Linked DNA regions of Gossypium hirsutum: region 2 is linked to region 1. A link is a contact called in public Hi-C data. All regions are on one chromosome and are shown on one strand. The core of a region is the stretch at or near the end of the contact, and the rest is flanking DNA. Distances in the headings are between cores, read along the strand shown. Region 1 holds the start of LOC107900620 (external alternative NAD(P)H-ubiquinone oxidoreductase B2, mitochondrial). Region 2 holds the start of LOC107899866 (secretory carrier-associated membrane protein).

The links. Hi-C and Micro-C count contacts between places; a contact is called where the count stands out from the background.
Region 2: a contact with region 1 is called in a Hi-C map of leaf, with 1.9 times the contacts expected there. The contact joins the promoter of LOC107899866 here to the promoter of LOC107900620 in region 1. A contact is called at or near these places in 2 of 34 Hi-C or Micro-C datasets (both in leaf).

The regions. Positions count from the first base shown.
Region 1 is chrD06:43,329,972-43,334,949 of Gossypium_hirsutum_v2.1, forward strand. It overlaps LOC107900620 (external alternative NAD(P)H-ubiquinone oxidoreductase B2, mitochondrial), which reads right to left and starts at 2,127. Exons shown (of 11, transcript XM_016826287.2): 1 at 2,010-2,127; 2 at 1,775-1,919; 3 at 787-1,108; 4 at 474-680; 5 at 81-331. The coding sequence starts at 1,863.
Region 2 is chrD06:43,468,938-43,473,915 of Gossypium_hirsutum_v2.1, forward strand. LOC107899866 (secretory carrier-associated membrane protein) reads right to left here and starts at 2,263. Exons shown (of 12, transcript XM_016825608.2): 1 at 1,889-2,263; 2 at 1,674-1,781; 3 at 1,523-1,585; 4 at 782-815; 5 at 464-586; 6 at 314-376; 7 at 122-215; 8 at 1-30. The coding sequence starts at 1,951.

The DNA of each region.
Region 1 (4,978 bases), core at 877-3,376:
TGGAAAACATAGGACAATGATGATGATGGAAAACATAGGACTACTTATTTTAAAAGAAATTTCGACATTCACATTCTTACATGTTCAAAATATGATCTGTAGCCTCAAGAAGAGTTATTTTCACCAAGTCTTGGACATTTGGATATAGCTTGACCACATCCTCATTGACAAAGTCATGAAGTTCTGCAGCAAATTCCACACCAGTTGGGCCACCGCCAACAACAACAAAGTGAAGGATTTTCTTTCTCTCCTCATCACTTAAATTTGGTAAGCTTGCCTTCTCAAAGGAATCAATAACATTCTTACGAATCTTCTGAGCATCATCAATTTCCTGCCCAAAGAATCATGATGCTTAGAATGAAAGAAAACAAAACAAAACAAAACAAAACAAACATAATGGTATTAAGAGAAGCGAAAATGGCTTCTATCACATGTTTCCCCAATACTAAATAAAGTACGGAAACAGAACTTACCTTTAGGAAATGGCAATTTTCCATGACACCAGGGGTATTAAAGGTGTTAACCTGAGCTCCCACAGCTATAATAAGGTAGTCATAGTCTACCGCAAACACTTCTTGCCCCTTTGAATGGCTGTCTATAGTAGCGCGACAGTAAATTTTCTTATTATTGGGATCTATTTTTACGCATTCAGCTTCAGAGTAACTGATGTTAACGTTTTTCTGCTCAAGCATGAAACAGGAAACCGTCATCAGAATTCATTTAGAATTGGTTTTTCTGATTTCCACAATATACAAGATCTTATTTTCATAGACAAATCCACATTACCTTTCTGATGATGTTGCGAATTGGCTCAACAATGCTGCGGGCTTCCACTTTGCCACATGTAACACTTGGTAGCAATGGGGTGAACACAAAGAAATTACGAGGAGAAACAACTTGCACCTCATAATTAGGGTTATTCAGGCTCTTCAAGAAACTCATTCCTCCCCAACCAGTTCCAAGCAGCACCACCTTCTTTTTCTTGGGAACTTGTTCAGATGAAGCAATTCGACGGTCATCATTAGATGCCACCGCATCAGCATGAGCAATATGGCCCTTACTGCCATTGAAAGCGTTTGCTTCAGCATAAGCTATAAGGCTCCCACCACTGCACCAAAGAAATGCAATAGACTTAGTGCTGAAGGAGAATGCTTAATGGAAAGTTTCAAACATACAGTTCGTTTTTAACTAATCTTGAGAAATTAATAAATTATGCACTCAAGCTCCTAAACTTTGCATAAACATTCAAACAAGACAAGTTTTTAGATCTTTTCCCATTTCCTTTACAATTTTAAAGAAGCAAATAAAACTTCAATTTTCCTAGCGTGCATAATTCACTCACACCGGCCTTTAGGCAGAGATGACAGTTCTCTTCCTCCCTATAATCCAAAACATATTTGCTCTGTTCTTCAGACTTCCGACAGAGCATTTCAATATTCCAAATTTCAGCTCAAAATCTCAAAAAAAAAATCATCAATCATCAGATGGACCTAAAAACAATCGCTTATCTAAATGCAGAGAGAATCTACAAACAAAAACAGCATGAACCACAAATCAATATGAAGAAACTAAATCTATGATAATATATATTATATATATAGAAACACAAAGAAGCACGCAGGTCATGCTTAACAACTTCATAGAACCAAAAAGCAAATAAAATATTTGTATATAAAGTTATAAACACAAGAAAAATGCTTAAAAAAATGGGGAAAAAAAGAAAGAAAGAAAGAAAGAAAGAAAGAAAGAAAGAAGGAAGGAATGAAAAAAGCACCTGATGGTCGAGACGACGATGATCTTAGAAAGAGAAGGATAATCATCAAAAGCCCTGGATAATCTCCGGAAGAAGTTGAAGTTCCTCATCTTCGTGCTCTGTAGATCTGTTCTTTTACTTGTTTAGCCTATATGAACCAAGAAAACTGGAGGAAAATCACAGAGAAAGCGGATATGTATTAAAAATACAAAAAGGCAAAAGAAGGAAAAAGAAAAACAAAAAGTAGGCGAGGTACGTGGCGTTGTCACACGATGGTTCCAGGTCTTTACTAACTCGCTTTCTATTTCAATGACTTGGAGAGCAAGGCAGAGGCGGCAACGTGCTACTATATTTTTGGAATCATTATTATATAATTTTTTAATGAATTAAATATTAAATAGTATCTGGATCCTTAATTGCGCCGCCGTCACTACATTATGACCGCTACGTCTCTGTGAAAAACCTTGTCCGTTGGATCCATCAATCCTCGGATTTCTCTTGTTTAATAATAAAATATTTTCATCACTAAAATTAATTTACGAGATTTTTCAATCATTCGTGCTTTTTTCTTAGATAGACCGTTGAACCTAATTAGGGTTTTGAACCCCAATTTCTTATTATTATATTTAAAAGATTTTTTTCATAAAACAATAACGGGTTAGGGTATTTTTGTCATTTCAAATAATGTAAAATTTAGAAAAATATGGATTTGAATTTAAAATACAGTACTTTGCAATGACTTTATTATTTCATTAAAAGCTTCATTTTATTTTTGAATTAATTTTATATATATAATTCTATTCACTCAAATCATAATCTTGTTGTTCTATAAGTTTTATTTTATTAAAAATTCAAAATTCTAATTAATTATATCAAGCCTAGAAAAAACTCTTATATTGACATTTTAAAATTACATATCCTAAAAAACCATTAATTATTTTTAATAAAAATTAAATTTTAATCTTTGAACCATAAATAAAACGTGTTAAATATCAAGAAATAAAAAAAATAATTTAATAATCACTGAAATCAAAATAAGCCTTCCTAAAAGAAAGAAAGAAAGGCAGGCGTAAAGTACATATATAGAATCAGCAGAATGTTAGGTGGGCAAATAGTCGGCAATTAGCATGCTTTATGTCATTGTTTTGTACACACACCACAAACATTGCTGACAACCTCCATGTTTTCCTTTGCCGCAAACCATATTTTTCATGTTCTCTTTTCGTAATCAATAAGCGGTCCATAATTTATGGAATCCAATTTATTTTTTTGAGTAAATAAAATAAATAATGTATGGTGGGGGCAATTTACTTAAAAAAGTCATTTTTTTTCAAAATTTTTCGAAATGGGCCGATTTTTTGATTATTTACCGGAATGATCTATTTTTCGAGAAATCGCGTCCACGAGGGCGCGATTTCCTTCCACGTTAGCAAGTCGCGCGGACGTGGACACGATGTCCCCCGCGCGTGAACAGTACCCCAACGGTCAAAAATCCATATTAAATTTGACCGTTCCCCCCCCAACGGTAAAAAAAAACTATAAAACCCCCCACCCTTTTTTTTTTCACAAACAAATCCTATCTCAATTTCATTCCAAAACCCTCTCAATTTCCTTCCAAAATTCTCTTAAACTCTCAATTTTCTTCCAAAATCCTCTCAATTTCATTCCAAAAATCTCTCAAATCCATATTAAATTTCAATTTCCCCTCAATTTCATTTTTTTAAAATAATTTCAAATTTTTTTATATTTTTTTAAAATAATTTTAAAATTTTTTTTATATTTTCATCAATGGCCGGATCATTGATTCGTCTTGATAGGAATCACATATCGATGGAGCAAATGAAAATGGTAAGTATTAAATTTAAATTTTAAATATTATTTAAGATATTTTTATTTATGTATTTTTAGAAAATTATTAATTTATTATTTGTTATAAAAGTATGAAGATCGAGTATTGGAATGCACTATCCGGAATATGCATGGTCCTCCATCACCGTTAGTAGAGAATTACCTGCGGGAAGCGGGTTTTTGGCACGTGGCGACGGTAGGCCGGGGATGCAAGTTGGAGCCGAAACTGATCAGTGCGTTGATCGAGAGGTGGAGACCCGAGACACACACATTTCATCTTCCATGTGGTGAGTGCACTATCACTCTAGAAGATGTCCATCTGCAATTGGGATTGCCGATGGACGAGCACCCAGTCACCGGGTCTGCCCAATCTAGCAATTGGGAGGCGGTGTGCTACGAGCTTTTGGGCGCTCTTCCGGATAAAATGGATGGAGGTAAGGTGGAGATGGGCTGGTTACGTGTCACCTTCCCCGATCCGAATGCAAATTCAACCGAAATTGAAAGAATCTGATATGCTCGATCATACATTCTTCAAATAATTGGAGGTTATCGGATGCCCAACACGTCACGGAGCCGTGTACATCTAAGGTGGCTACTAAAACTCGTTGATTTTAGAGGAGCCGGTGAATTTAGTTGGGGGTCTGCCGTCTTGGCAACATTATATCGGGAGATGTGTGGGGGCGACGCGACCGAGGAGAGCAAACATTGGAGGTTGCCTGTCACTACTGCAATCATGGGCACGGTTTCGCTTTCCATTTCTATGTCCTCGAGTAAACCACCCACATACATTCCCACTCGTAACGAGGAAAATTTTATATTACATTTTGGAATTGTTATATAGATTTTGTAAGAATAAAAGTATGCTAAAAATTTATTTAATTAGGTGGAACCATCCGGCAAGTTATCGTGGATTACCGTCTGAACTCGAAGATATACGGCTTCTATTGGAGCAACAGTCGGAAGCAGAAGTAAGTATTATTGCAAATAGATATTTCCATACATTCGCTAGTGGGACCGGTATATAGTATTTAGTATTTAGTATTATGTATATAACTGATATTTCTATCATGTTCATGTAGTTTCAATGGACACCATACGAGGATCCGGCAATCTGGAAAGTAATCCCGGAAGAGTTTTTACAAAATCCGAACGCTTGGCACGTGAAAGTGGTATTGATCAACTATGCAACCGTGGAGCTCCACCAGACAGACAGAGTCCTACGACAGTTTGGATGTAGATAACCGATTCTTGCGGACCCTGAGGTGTTTGACGATCACCACAAAATCGACCTTCGGCTATTAGGTACGGATTGGCCTAGATACTGGTCAGAGTACAGAAAAATGTGGGAAAATTGGCATGAATATCTACCTACTCGGG
Region 2 (4,978 bases), core at 1,013-3,512, 140 kb after region 1:
AACCATCCGAACTTAAACGCACTGTCTTTCCTGCAACATGATTATAAAGAAAGATAATTCATTAAACAGAATGAAGAACATTGTTAAAAAAATGATGGAAGAACAGGGTTTTAATTAGTACCTGCAAGCTCGATAAAGTGGACGATACCATAGTAAATAAGCTCCTGGTACGCCTATAATGCAATAGATGACAGCCAGGAACCATATCCTTACGCCTAAATGTAATTGTTTTTAAGATTCAACCATCAGAATCTAAAGATTGTAATGAAAAAGAAAGAAAACCCAGGAGTAGCAACGGGATTTCTAATCCAACCTGACCCTTTGATGCTTGCTGTGGAAACAGCTATGACATTCCAGAAAAGGCATAGGATCAACCCTGCATGAAATTAACATTCATCATTCTATCTTGTTTGTAATAATAAAATCTTAGCTATGCATTTTGACAAGCAGCTTGCATACATGCCTAAGAAGGTGGCGAAAGCTACATATAGCATTCGATGTAGATAACTAGGTATCTCATTTGCAATGTCATGGTGGATGATTGGGCAAAATGGTGGCCAATTTTTCACATCCAGAAGCACTCCAGCTACAACCAAAACAAAATCAACCTTGTGACGGTGAATCATTATTTTATATATGTATTTTTAAAACCAAGAAGTTGCATTGCAAATTTAAGAATAAAAACATCAAACCTGCTAAAATGAACTTGAAGAAGCTTAAATACCCAGAAGAGAGAGATTAAATTTGCAAAGAGTAAGCAAATTTTAGTGGTAAATATTACCTCGTGCTAGAGCTTCTTCTTTCCTTTTAACTTCCTGATGAATGCATGTCCAGGAAAGATGGTAATGAGTAAGAATTACGAACAAGGGCAATTCAATGATTCATCTACTGCTAAAGGCCATTGCGTAAGATATATACATACATACATGAATATGGTGACTATGAATAGTATACGCTTTGACATTTCATTATATAATTAATAAACAGTGTTGTTGATGGGATTTTGAACGTTCGGAGAGACTTTGTGAAATATTGTCCACCAGGGTGACGGCTAACAGATCTCTTCCACAAGTTCGGGCCGGAATGTCTGTGTTTGATTTTATCCTTAACTTTTATCTCTCGAATTTGTTTCAAAATGACTCTGCTGGAGTTCAAGAAACAGTGAGTTTAGAGGGGTGAGTGAAGGAGAACTCAACATTTGCTCTTGATGGGATTTGAACTCATACTTTCACCAAACAATTATAGGACTAAGGAGGATACCAGTTGTGGGTAAGATTGACATCTCACACTGAGTGTACGGTGGAATCCATGGGAAGTTAAAATTCTGATTTGATAATAGTATAGGATTCAATTCATACTTTTTCATTTTAACGCATTAACATGATTTGGACTAATCTCTCTTACTAACAAGTAATAACAGTAAGGAAAAAAAGTCGATTTAAAGTAAAATGATGAAGTGATAGCACAAGGACTAAAAACATAATTTAGCCAAGTTTTTAACATGTTTGTAAAGATGTATTACCTCTTCCCTCCTTTTAAGTTCAGCTTCCTTGGCCTGGAGTTCTGTCTCTTTCTGCTTCAAATTCTACATTTCAAGCATCATAATACATATAGTCAGAAAAAAGCTGATGTGATGAGTTGGACACCATCCAGAAAAGTGGGTTTGAAATTACCGTGGGATTATCAAGATTGATCTCAATGACTGGATTGCGATCATAATTGTAGCTGACAGGTTCAGAAGGAAGAGCTGGAAGCCTTGAGTGCGAATATTGTGAAGGGTTCTGCATGTTTACCAATCATCCATACTCATAAACTAGGTACAGATTCTACATATATGTGTATAGGATAAATTATAAATATAGAGTGGATGGAGAGAGATGAAACTCACGGAAAAAGGATTAACTTGATCTTCTTCTTCGTCAAAAGGGTTCCTATCGCGGTAACCAGCCATGGTTCTTGGGATGTGGAGACGACATTTTGTTTACCGAGGGAGAAGTGGTGTTATATAGAGAGAGAAAGAATTTACAAAGTTTGTCTTTGTTGGGATGTACCATTGCGTTGAAGCCAAGGCGAAAAGGAATTTGAGAGACGAGAAGAGAAGGACGGCAACATAGGATATAAACTATTCTTGTCTTAACTTAAGGATTCATCGAAGAAACTGTGTTTTATAGCTTGTTCAGTGTTTCTATTGGAGAGTGACCTGGTTAACAACAACATCTTAGCACGTTGTTTCATAGGAAGATAAATGCTTTATCTTCTTTCATCTAAATAAACAATACGCCTCCACACCCAAAATTCTTTAGACTAAAAACGCCATGAACATTGTTTTGGTCTCTGGGTGTTTTTTATTGTGCTGTCTCCACCGTGGGATATCGATTTGTTTCTGTATACCGTTTTAAATTTATTGATATTCTTTAAACAATTTAATGTATAAATATATTTACAAATATTAAATTAATAATACTAAATAAATCTCAAATGTAAAATATTCATCAATTATTTAAATTACTCATTTATAAACTCAATAAATAAAAATCTATCATTCAAAGAAATCTAAAATTAATAATAAAAATCCATAAAAATTTAAGGATTTAGCTTCTTCTTCTTTTTGGAATTTTTTCTTTGATAATCTTTATTATATTTAAGTTTTTATTAGATTTTAAATGTGAAAAAATATATTTTTTTTAAAAAGGAAGGAAGGCTTGGAAGGTTCTTCACAGTTTTTATTTTCCTGTTGGAAATCCCGTTTGGGCATATCCGCCCAAGTCCATTAACAAATCAGCCCAATTCTGGGACATTTGGAGGAGACCACCGGTCTCAACTAAAGCTTTTTATCTTCTCTTTCACGACAAAACCATCTCCCTTAAGAAATATTGCCTCCATTTCAACGCCGTCACCGCTGTCGGAGTCTCGATCGGTTACCGTCGATTCGCTATCCTTAACTGCCCGACCTCTGCGGAACCGCAATAGGACCTCCTGAACATGAGGGAGACTACCGCTGCCCAATAAAGATGAGTTTTTTTTTCTCTGCCTTTTTTCGATTTAACTAAACGGGTTGTGGATGGTGAAGTTGAAGTGGCCGAATGGTTTCTGGAGGCTTGTGGGAGAGGATTTAAGTTTGGTTTAGGGGTTAGTTGAGAGTTGATAGTGGTGAAGATAGTGATATATGGAGGTGGGAGCCTTGGTTGTTCGGGAATGAAGTTGGGTTAGTGAGGTGCTAAGGGCGGTTTGGTGGGTTAAGGGTGTAGTCGGATGGTTTTGAATCTTGAGGGAAGCTGAAAAAGAATGCTTTTCTTGCTCTGAATTCATAAAAATGCAGCAAACCTCTTTTTTCTTGATTTTCGGATGCTGCTATATAGGAGCTAGGAGAGAAGGAGCATGAGCTCCTCATAGAGCTGCGGTGGCATGGCTGTGCTGGCCTTGTGCGGAATGGTGCCGAGGAATGTACTTCACTTCTGTAGGCGGTTGTTGCCATTTCCTTGTGCAGGTAAACATTTTGGAGGAGACCACCTGTCTCAACAGTTGTGTGAAATTTGGGATGTAATTGTAAACCTTGTAAAGTTTTGGGTTTTATTGCAAATTTTTAATTCTTGATTTTTTATATTTTTGTTAAAAAACATTTATAATGAAATACTTTATATAAAAAAAAGAAATGAAATAAAATAAATAACTGAATGGGCCAAAAGTAAAATAAAAATTATACAAATGTCCAATTAACACAAAGTTATGTTAAATTAGTGAGGCTCGCACTTCAAGTTTTTTTTACAAAATGTAACTCTAAATATCTCAATTTGAACGAACATTAATCTGAAATATTTAACAAGTTAGTGAATATTTGGACTCTTAAACTTGACTATTAAAATTAAGTTAAATTGCATTTATCACAAAATATTGATTTAGATTTGGATAAAATTTAATGTTTGCATATCTACACGCCAATGGGGCTGATTATGTGCAAGGATGCGCAGAAAATAAATAATTTTATAAAATAATTTAAAAGTGCGGTTTTAATTGTAAGTGTACAATGTCAATTGTAATATCATAGTGTCCAATGGAACATCGAAGTATTCCAAAGTTTGAACTCAAAGGAGTCGGCGATTAAGTGATTTCTAAACTATAGGCATGCAATTAAAAGAGTCTAGTTGACTAATCACTAAATAATTATATTACGACAAGTCATACAAGGGGTTAATTGCACTAATTAACTACCTAGAAATGTAAAAGGACTAAATTGTAAATCTAGCAAGGTATGAATCTAACAAATAAGATAACAAACAACAGTTGGTTAACCTTTGAATTAGGGATCTAAATCACTAATACTCCTAAATTGGTCTAATTTTATCTCTCGGACTCAATTTTACCAAGTTAAACAAATTAGTTTAGTTTATCTCTCGACCTCACCGAACTAACTTAGGATTATCAAATTGGTACCTGATAAGATCTCCTCTCAATCTCACTTATCTTAATTTTCCCTTAAGGGCGTCAATCCTAAGTTTTGAAGTCTATTCGATTTAGTCTAAATTTTACTATTTAATCCCTAAACCCAAAAATCAACTTCCCCACATTTTCATCAACCAACCACCTACGATTTAGCTATTCATGCTTATATCTACACACATTAACAACATATAATCAATCAAATGACATTATCTTAATCACAAAGTAAGACAGTAAAAACTTAAGCTTTCTTTCAAAACCTTGGAGAAAACAACAATGACAACAAAATAAATGAACAAAGATACCAAAGAAATGGGCTTTTCTATAAAACTAACCTCAAAAAATAATTAATTACTTAAATGACTTTTTTTTGAAAAAATATGAAAATAACCTAAAATCTACAGTAAAAGTTGGTGGAGCCAAATTATTTGATGCCACCAACATGCCACGTCAACAATCAAGATAAAAAAAATCAATGTTTTGGTGGAGCCATGTAGAATGACGCCACCTGTATAAATATTAAGGAAATATTACAATTTTT